Regions from separate parts of the Sus scrofa genome. Here region 2 is linked to region 1. Evidence: chromatin contacts called from public Hi-C data. All regions are on one chromosome and are shown on one strand. Each heading gives the region's core, a stretch centred on a gene start, on an enhancer-like site or on the middle of the called end of the contact. The rest is flanking DNA. Distances are from core to core; before and after follow the strand shown. Region 1 holds the start of RBX1 (E3 ubiquitin-protein ligase RBX1). Region 2 overlaps LOC110260836.

The links. Hi-C and Micro-C count contacts between places; a contact is called where the count stands out from the background.
Region 2: a contact with region 1 is called in a Hi-C map of skeletal muscle, with 15 times the contacts expected there. The contact joins the enhancer-like site here to the promoter of RBX1 in region 1. A contact is called at or near these places in 5 of 47 Hi-C or Micro-C datasets (alveolar macrophages, embryonic fibroblasts, fetal liver and 2 more) and 1 of 2 datasets of contacts at active chromatin or transcription factors (alveolar macrophages).

Annotation. Positions count from the first base shown.
Region 1 is chr5:7,513,732-7,517,704 of Sscrofa11.1, reverse strand. RBX1 (E3 ubiquitin-protein ligase RBX1) reads left to right here and starts at 2,317. Exons shown (of 5, transcript XM_021091464.1): 1 at 2,317-2,476. The coding sequence starts at 2,399.
Region 2 is chr5:7,416,892-7,420,864 of Sscrofa11.1, reverse strand. The region is part of intron 2 of LOC110260836; the gene reads left to right. Among named protein-coding and RNA genes, the nearest start is that of EP300, 24 kb to the right of the region's middle. Within about 2 kb of position 1,989, at least 27 of the 83 cell types and tissues checked have an H3K27ac peak or open chromatin away from gene starts, as enhancers often do. A contact at or near this core is called in alveolar macrophages, retroperitoneal adipose tissue and skeletal muscle, where this site is marked.

The sequences.
Region 1 (3,973 bases), core at 1,068-3,567:
TTTTCCTTCACCTGAGACTTTTTTTTTCCTTTTTGGTTGTGCCCTTGGCAAACAGAAGTTCCCAAGCCAAGGATCAAACCTGCACCACAGCAGTTACCCAAGCTGCATCAGTGGCAATGCCAGTTCCTTAACCTGCTGCAACACAAGGGAACGCCCATCTGAAACTTGTGGGGTTTTTTTGGTAACAATTTTTATTTGTTCCATTTCAGTTGCTTTGAAACTTTTTTGATTGTCCCTTCATTGCTGAAGAATATTTTATTTTATTGCATTTGTCTTTAAAGGGCCTCATCCATAGCATATGGAAGTTCCCAGGCTAAGGGTCAAATTGGAGCTGTAGCTACTGGCCTACACCACAGCTCATGGCAACGTGGGATACTTAACCCACTGAGTAAAGCCAGCGATTCATGGATACTAGTCAGGTTCATTACTGCTGAGCCACAACGGGAACTCCTGAAGAATATTTTAATTGGGTATAGGAGCTGGGTTGACAGTTTATTTTGTTTTTTCCATCCTGAAAAAATATTTTGCCACTTCTTTCTGGGCCTCCATTATTTGTGATGAGAAATCACTCATTCAAATCAATTTTCCTCAGTAGTGTTATTTTCTCTGGCTGCTTTCAAGGTTTTTTTTTGTCTTTAGTTTTTAGAAGTTTAATGGTGATGTGTCTCGGCATATCAATTTTTACTCAGTTTCTTAAATCTATAGGTTTATGTTTCTTGCCAAATTTGAGAAGTATTTCAGCACTTACTTTACCAATTACCTTTTCAGCCTGGCCCATGCCTGGCCCTCTTTGTCCTTCCATTCTGGGACTCTTTGTGTGTGTGTGTGTGTGTGTGTGTGTGTGTGTGTGTGTGTGTGTGTGTGTGTGTGTTTGCCATTTCTTGGGCCGCTCTCGAAGCATATGGAGGCGCCCAGGCTAGGGGTCGAATCGGAGCTGTAGCCACCGGCCTACACCACAGCCACAGCAACGCGGGATCTGAGCTGCGTCTGCAACCTACACCACAGCTCATGGCAACACCGCAACACCGGATCCTTAACCCACTGAGCGAGGCCAGGGATTGAACCTGTGTCCTAATGGATGCTGGTCAGATTTGCTTCCACTGAACCACAATGGGAATTCCTTTACTGAGATTTTTTGAAGCATTTATTTGTTGACTTGTGTGTTACTTCCCTACCAGAAGTTTCACTCCTTCATCAGTCTCTCCCATCTATAATAGTACCTGGGGTATATATACATTATGAGACCTATATACATACATAGGACCCCAGGTCCTATTTCATATATATTTATATATATATAATACATAGTTAATGAATACATATTATATATATAGTTACATTCAGTGAAAGTGTTGAATGAAGGATAAATATGCCCTCGATACCTTAATTTACTATGGGTTTCTAGTATTCCTGCGGGAACACAATAAATTAGATGACAGAACTCTTGATATGGAATCATTCATTTAACAAAACTTGGTCTTAGAAAAACTTGGTAGTGTTCCTACTAAAACTTTAAGGTCTCTCACAAGTCTTCTCTCTCTACTCCGGTTAAAGCTGCGGCGTTTTCACAGATTTGTTTTCCTGTTTAAAATTAAGACAAGGAAACAAACCCTACTTCTGGTTTAACAGTGGAGTCAAGACCATCCATTACTCTTCAGCTTTCTTTTAAGAGAAGATACGAGATTTCAAATAAGCCAATACAAGATTTAAGAGTGATCTAGCAGTCATACCTCTGCAAGATTAGAGATGAAAAAAAAGTGGAGAGGTGGTCTACAAATGGGAAGGTGATAGAAAGCACAGGTGCTTTGGCTGGAAAGGTGCTATGGCCCAAGGAGGCTAGGACCTCAGGCCGGGCTCAGAAGTGGGTCAGGATCTGAGAAAGACCACTAAGAGTGAGGTCTTGGGTTTCCGCAGCAGGAGGCGGGACGCCCACCCTCGCCCTTTCCCCGGAAGAACGCGACGAGGACCCGCGGGCACTGGAGCTGCGCGGCGGCGGGGAAGGATAGGCTGTGCGCGGGCTGCAGGTCGCGGCCGAGGCGGAGGAAACAGCCGCCGCCCCTGCGGAGGGAGTGAGGCCGGGGGCTTCCCGAGGAAGGGCGATGAGAGCGAGTCCTTTCGAACATTTCCACCCGGCTCTCTCGCGTCGGCCCGGCCCCGCCCGGCCCCGCCCCAGCAGCTCCGGCAACCGCCTCCTCCCAGCCGACGCGGGGTAGAGTGGGGGGCGGGGGGAACCAGCACCAGCGCCTTTAAGAGGCGTGGCCACACGCTCCGCCCCCACTTGCCCCTCGCGCGCCAGTGAGGGGTGGGGTGCGGGAGGAGGTGTCCGGACGGGAGGGGGAGTGAGACGTGCGCTGGCGCGCAGGCGCAGTAACGAGACGACAGATCGTGTGTTTCCAAAATGGCGGCAGCGATGGATGTGGATACCCCGAGCGGCACCAACAGCGGCGCGGGCAAGAAGCGCTTTGAAGTGAAAAAGGTTGGGTCTCGCCAGCGCCTTCCTCAGGGAAACTAGAGAGGCGCGGATCTGGCTGGCAGGCCCAGGATGACCAAGGCGCGGAGGAAAGGGCTTCATTTCAGGGCGTTCCGGGGACCGGGTACCACCAAAGGAAGCCGGGAGGCGGGTCTTAGGGTTGATCGGCGTGACTGCGGCCCACTGTCAGTGCCAGTGTTGGTTTCGCTCGGAGGCTGAGGGGCCAATCACGGAGGTGCTTATTGAGATGCGCGGGGTTGCGACTTGGATGCAGGAGCCAAGCGCCTGAGCTGTCACTGGAGTGGTGGAGGGGTGGGGAAGGCGAGGGTGGGGCGGGTGGAAGGGGGAGTCGAGGGCTGCGGTGGGTGGAGGATGGGACAGTACGGCCCAAGCCGGGAACCTGAGGTCCTACCGCATTGGAGGCTTCTGAGGACCGGGCTAGTGATCTCCGTGCCCCGCCCCTATCCAAAGCTTGGGGTCCCTCTGAGGAACCTCGACCTGGTCCTCGCCTAATCGAGGCCTCCATTAGCCCTCTCTGGCCCTCGCCCCTGCCGAGTTAGTTTCTCGAGTGTAACTCTTGGCTCTTCTGAAAGGTCTGTTGATTTGTTACACAGCCGCCCCAGTCCTGCGGTCATATCCAGAATCCCCATCCGAAAAAAAAAAAAAAAGGCATGGTGGAATTTGTTAAAAAGAAAACGGAGCCCAAGTATTGTTTCAAGTAGGGAGGGTTGAATACAAGTTGCGAACAACCTGGTAAAGTGGGAAAGAAGAAATGTGGAACGTGTCTTTTTGCATGAAATGCCTTACAGTGATTTGCCAGCAGTTTGGGAGAAAAGTGCCCATCCCACATTAGATAAAACAAATCTGTCCAAAATGAAGATTCCAAATAGGGAAGATTTTATCCCTGGAACATCTAGCTAAACCCTGACGGTATTCCCCCGTCTAATGCGTTTTGGCGTTTCATTGTGGGCACTGCATGCTCAGTTACAGCCAGCAGCCATATTGAAGAATAGAAGTAAGATTTTTTTTTTCTTCTTTCCTCCAAGTTGAAGCTGTCGGTGAAAAGTGTTGAAGAAGTTGCTAGACATTGAAAATTAGGTTTGAAGGAGATGAAGGTTTGGGACGTGTCACCAAATTAGGGGGTGAAAGGGAGTTTGGGAATATTTATTGCAGAAGCCAGAGGTTGAATTATTGAAATACCACTTTTAGATAAACTCTTAAGGAAATTATCCTAGCTAAATATAACAGTCTGAGCATATAAAAGTTGAGAACATCAGCTTATTTGATGATAGGAACTATACGAAATTCCAGTGAATTTTAGAGTTTGTTGTGAAATAATCTTATAAGATTTAAGCGATGACCTTGTTCTATGGACTCACACTGGGTAGTTATCCAGCTTATCCTACGATTACCCGTTTTATGATCCAATCAACATCTTAGTTCATTCTCTTCCTAGCCTTCACCTGTCCATTCCTGCGTAAAAGCTGCCTTGAAGAGCAGGTA
Region 2 (3,973 bases), core at 740-3,239, 97 kb after region 1:
TCTTGACTTTACACGCAGGTATCCTATGTGTAGCTATTAGTTGGCTTATAATTAGCATCCTCCCTCCATTTTTGCTATTGCAATATAACTAAGTGGGCACACAGTCACCCAAAATAAAATTAAAATCTCTCACCCTCCTTGCACTAGATGTGGCCATGTGTCTAAACACTTGCTGATGGTACATAAGTAGAAGTATTTACATGGCAGTTTCTGGGGACAGAAAAAAAGGCTCTTGGTATATTCTTCGCTTGCTTCTTCATCTCTCCCCAGCGTCTGCCTGGCTTGCAGATACTGACTTGGTGCCTGAGGCTGAAGGCCACGCATTAGCAATGGAGGGTGATCTAGGGAGCTGGAAGCAGCTGAGCAAGGAATTTCGTGGAGTAAAACTTCTATTCCTGCCCTGGGCTGCATTGGATATTTTCTTTTTTTCTTTTCTTTTCTTTTTTTTTTTTTTTTTTTATGCATCAAATATTTTCGATTCTAGTCTACCTCATTAAAAAAAAAAAAAAGAGAGAGAGAGATAAAATGCCTGTTGTGGCTCAGCAGGCTAAGAACCCTAATAGGATCCATGAGGATGAGGTTTCAATCCCTGGCCTCGCTCAGTGGGTGAAGGATCTGGCATTGCCACAGCTCACAGATGCGGCTAAGATCTGGCCTTGCTGTGGCAGTGGTGTAGGCTGGCAGCTACAGCTCCGATTTGACCCCCAGCCTAAGAACTTGCAAATGCCTCGGTTGCGGGCCTAAAAAGAAAAAAAAAAAGCTGCGATCCACTGGTCTTCACAGCACACGAATGGGTCACACGTGCCAGCTGCCCTCGAAGGGCAAGCTCCACACAGGGCAGGCATGCTGGAGAACCAGCAGGGAACATTTCGCCGTCGAGTGTGTTGGGTGCTGTTGGCTGCTTTCAGGAGTCTTCAGAGAGCCAGGCACAGACTGGAGCGCTCGTCTTCAGCAGAAATAGAAAGGAATGTCCTCGCTGGCGGCCTGCAACCAAATTGCCCAAGAGTTCCCTAACACAAGGACTGTGGGGACTGAAAGAAGCCATCTGCTTCGGTATTTCAGACCTAAGCAATTAGGAGTGGCTTCGGAGCCATCTTGAGCGATAAGACTAACTTTCCCCCAGAGGCCATGAGCCTGAAGGCAGAAAAGGGATTAAGGTATTTGCCTTCCCACCCTGTTTTAGAGAGAGAGAGACTGAAGGTGGCTGTCCTTAGGTGCAGCACAGAGGCACCTTTGCAGACGACCAAGTGTCCAGGCTGAAGTTACTTCTAGGTGACATCTCTGGCTGAGGTCATTTGCACGTGAAGCACATCATCTGGAAGGGCTGCTACGAGTTCGAAAGAATTAAACAGTCCTCCCCCCATCGTCTGACAAGTAATGAAACCTATATATACTGTCATTTTCCAGCATCACTGCTCTTGCGCTTTGGGGCCATTGTTAAGTAAAAAAAAAAAGAGTTACCTGGGAGTTCTCTTGTCCCACAGTGGGTTAAGGCTCTGGCAGCATCATCACTGCAGCTGCTGGCGTCGCTGCTGGGGTGTGAGGTTGATCCCTGGCCAGGGAACTTACCTATGCTGCAGGCGCGGCCTTTTTAAAGAAGAAAAAAAGAGTTACCTGAACACGAGCCCTAAGATATGGCCAGTGTCGATCTGATCACCCAAGGCTACTAAATGTCTGAGGGGCAGGAAGTATGTCCAGTGAGGAGACACTGGACAGACAGATGATTCATGTCCCTGGAGGGACAAGGGAGACCGGGCAAGATTTCCTTGCAGATGCAGAACGGTGTGCAAGTTCAAACTTATCAATTGTTTATTTCTGGAATTTTCTATTTTAATATTTTCGGACTGTGTGTGACCTTGGGTAATAGAAACAGGGTAAAGTGAAAGCGAAACTGAAACTATGGGCTAGAGGGGACTACTGTATTGCCAAAGAAACCACCAACTTGGCCTGAAAAATAATGTGTGACTACACAACCCCGAAGCCATTTCCAGGCGCCAAAAATACACCAGGAGGAAGCAGGCCCTGCAAACTGCGTGGGTCCCAGTGGCCCATCTCCCCCACACCCACCTCTCCTGGGTCCATAGGGGGTAACGGAAAAGGAAGACTCTCCCTGACGGCAGAGCTGGGGGTTGTCAGACAGGTGCACTTAGGAACTGATCTGCTGAAGAGAAGGGGATCTTCACTGCTCCGGGTCAGAGGACGTTACTGGGGACAGTGGACCAACACTTTATTTTATTTTATTTTATTTTTTGCTTTTTAGGGCCACACTCATGGCATATGGAGGTTCCCAGGTTAGGGGTCCAATTGAAGCTATAGCTGCCAGTCTATGCCCCAACCGTACCAGATCCGAGCCTCGTCTGCAACCTACACCATAGCTCACGGCAACACCAGATCCTTAACCCACTGAGCAAGGCCAGGGATGGAACCCGAAACATCATGGTTCCTATTTGGATTCGTTTCTGCTGCGCTATGATGGGAACTCCAGAACAGTCCTTTTTATTGTGATTCTCTTGTTCCTACTCTACTAGCACCTATTTAAAGATAGTTTGTCTTTTACTTTATAGATTGCACCTATATCTGGACCCTGTGGATAGTTAAAGGATTTGGTTATGGACTTTGAACTGGACACAGTGGGATTTGAGGCGTTGTTTCTTTTTGTGGTTTTTTGGCTGCACCCTTGGCATGTGGAAGTTCTTGGGCCAGGGGGATCGAACCCACACCACAGCAGTGACCCAAGATGCTGCAGTGGCAATGCCAGGTCCTTAACACACTGCACCGCGGGAGAACTCCTAGGGATCTCTCTATTAGGGAACAGATGAGCACGATTTATAAATGGAGATAAGAATATATAGAGAGTGACCATTTAATTTAGCATCCAAAGTAAGACATTTAAAAAAACATTTATTTTTAATATTGTTTATTCCTGTGTTAATGCAATTATGTATGCATGTTTAATAGTGTTCTAAAGGGGTAACTGACATATAAAAACCTGCACAGGGAGTTCCCGTCATGGCTTAGTGGTTAACAAACCCGACTAGGATCCACGAGGACTCCGGTTCAATCCTTGGCCTTGCTCAGTGGGTTAAGGGTCTGACGCTGCCCTGAGATGTGATGTAGGTCACAGAAGCGGCTGGGATCCTGCGTTGCTATGGCTGTGGTGTAGGCTGACAGCTGCAGCTCCGATTTGACCCCTAGCCTCAGAGCTTCCATATGCCGTACATGCAGCCCTTAAAAAAAAAAAAAAGCAATAAAATAAAATAAAAACCTGCACAGAAGTTGCCTTGTGGCTCAGGGGGTTAAAGATTTGGTGTAGTTACTGCTACCACTCTGGTTACAGCCATGGCACGGGTTCAATCCTTGCCCCCCCCAACTCCATACTTAAAGCGTACAAATTGAAAAGCTTTGACATATGTTTTTAACAGCTTTTAAGTGTTTAGGGGCATCAAATACAATCACATGGTTGTGCTACCATCACCCTGTTCGTTTCTAGAGCGTTTTCATCATCCCGAAGAGAAACTCTTATACCTATTAAATAGTACCTCTTATTTCTTCCACCCCCCAAGCCCTTGTAACCACTTTGTCTTTATGAATTTACCCATTCTAGGTAACGCATATAAATGGAACCATACAGTATTTGTTATTTGTCTGGCTTCTTTCACTTAGTGTAATGTTTTCAGGGTTTATCCATGTCGTAAAAAGTATCAGTATTTCATTCCTTTAATGGTTGAATAATATCTCATTGCATGTATATTCTACATTTTGTTTCTCCATCAGTCTGTTGATAGACACTTGGTTATTTCCACCTTTTGGTTATTATGGATAATGCTACCATGAATATTGGTGTGCAAATATCTGTTTGGGTCCCTCCTTTCAATTCTTGGGGGTATATTCCTAGAAATAGAATTGCTGGATCATCTGGTAATTTTATGTTTAACTTGAGGACCCATCAAACTTTTTTTTTTTTTTTTTTTTT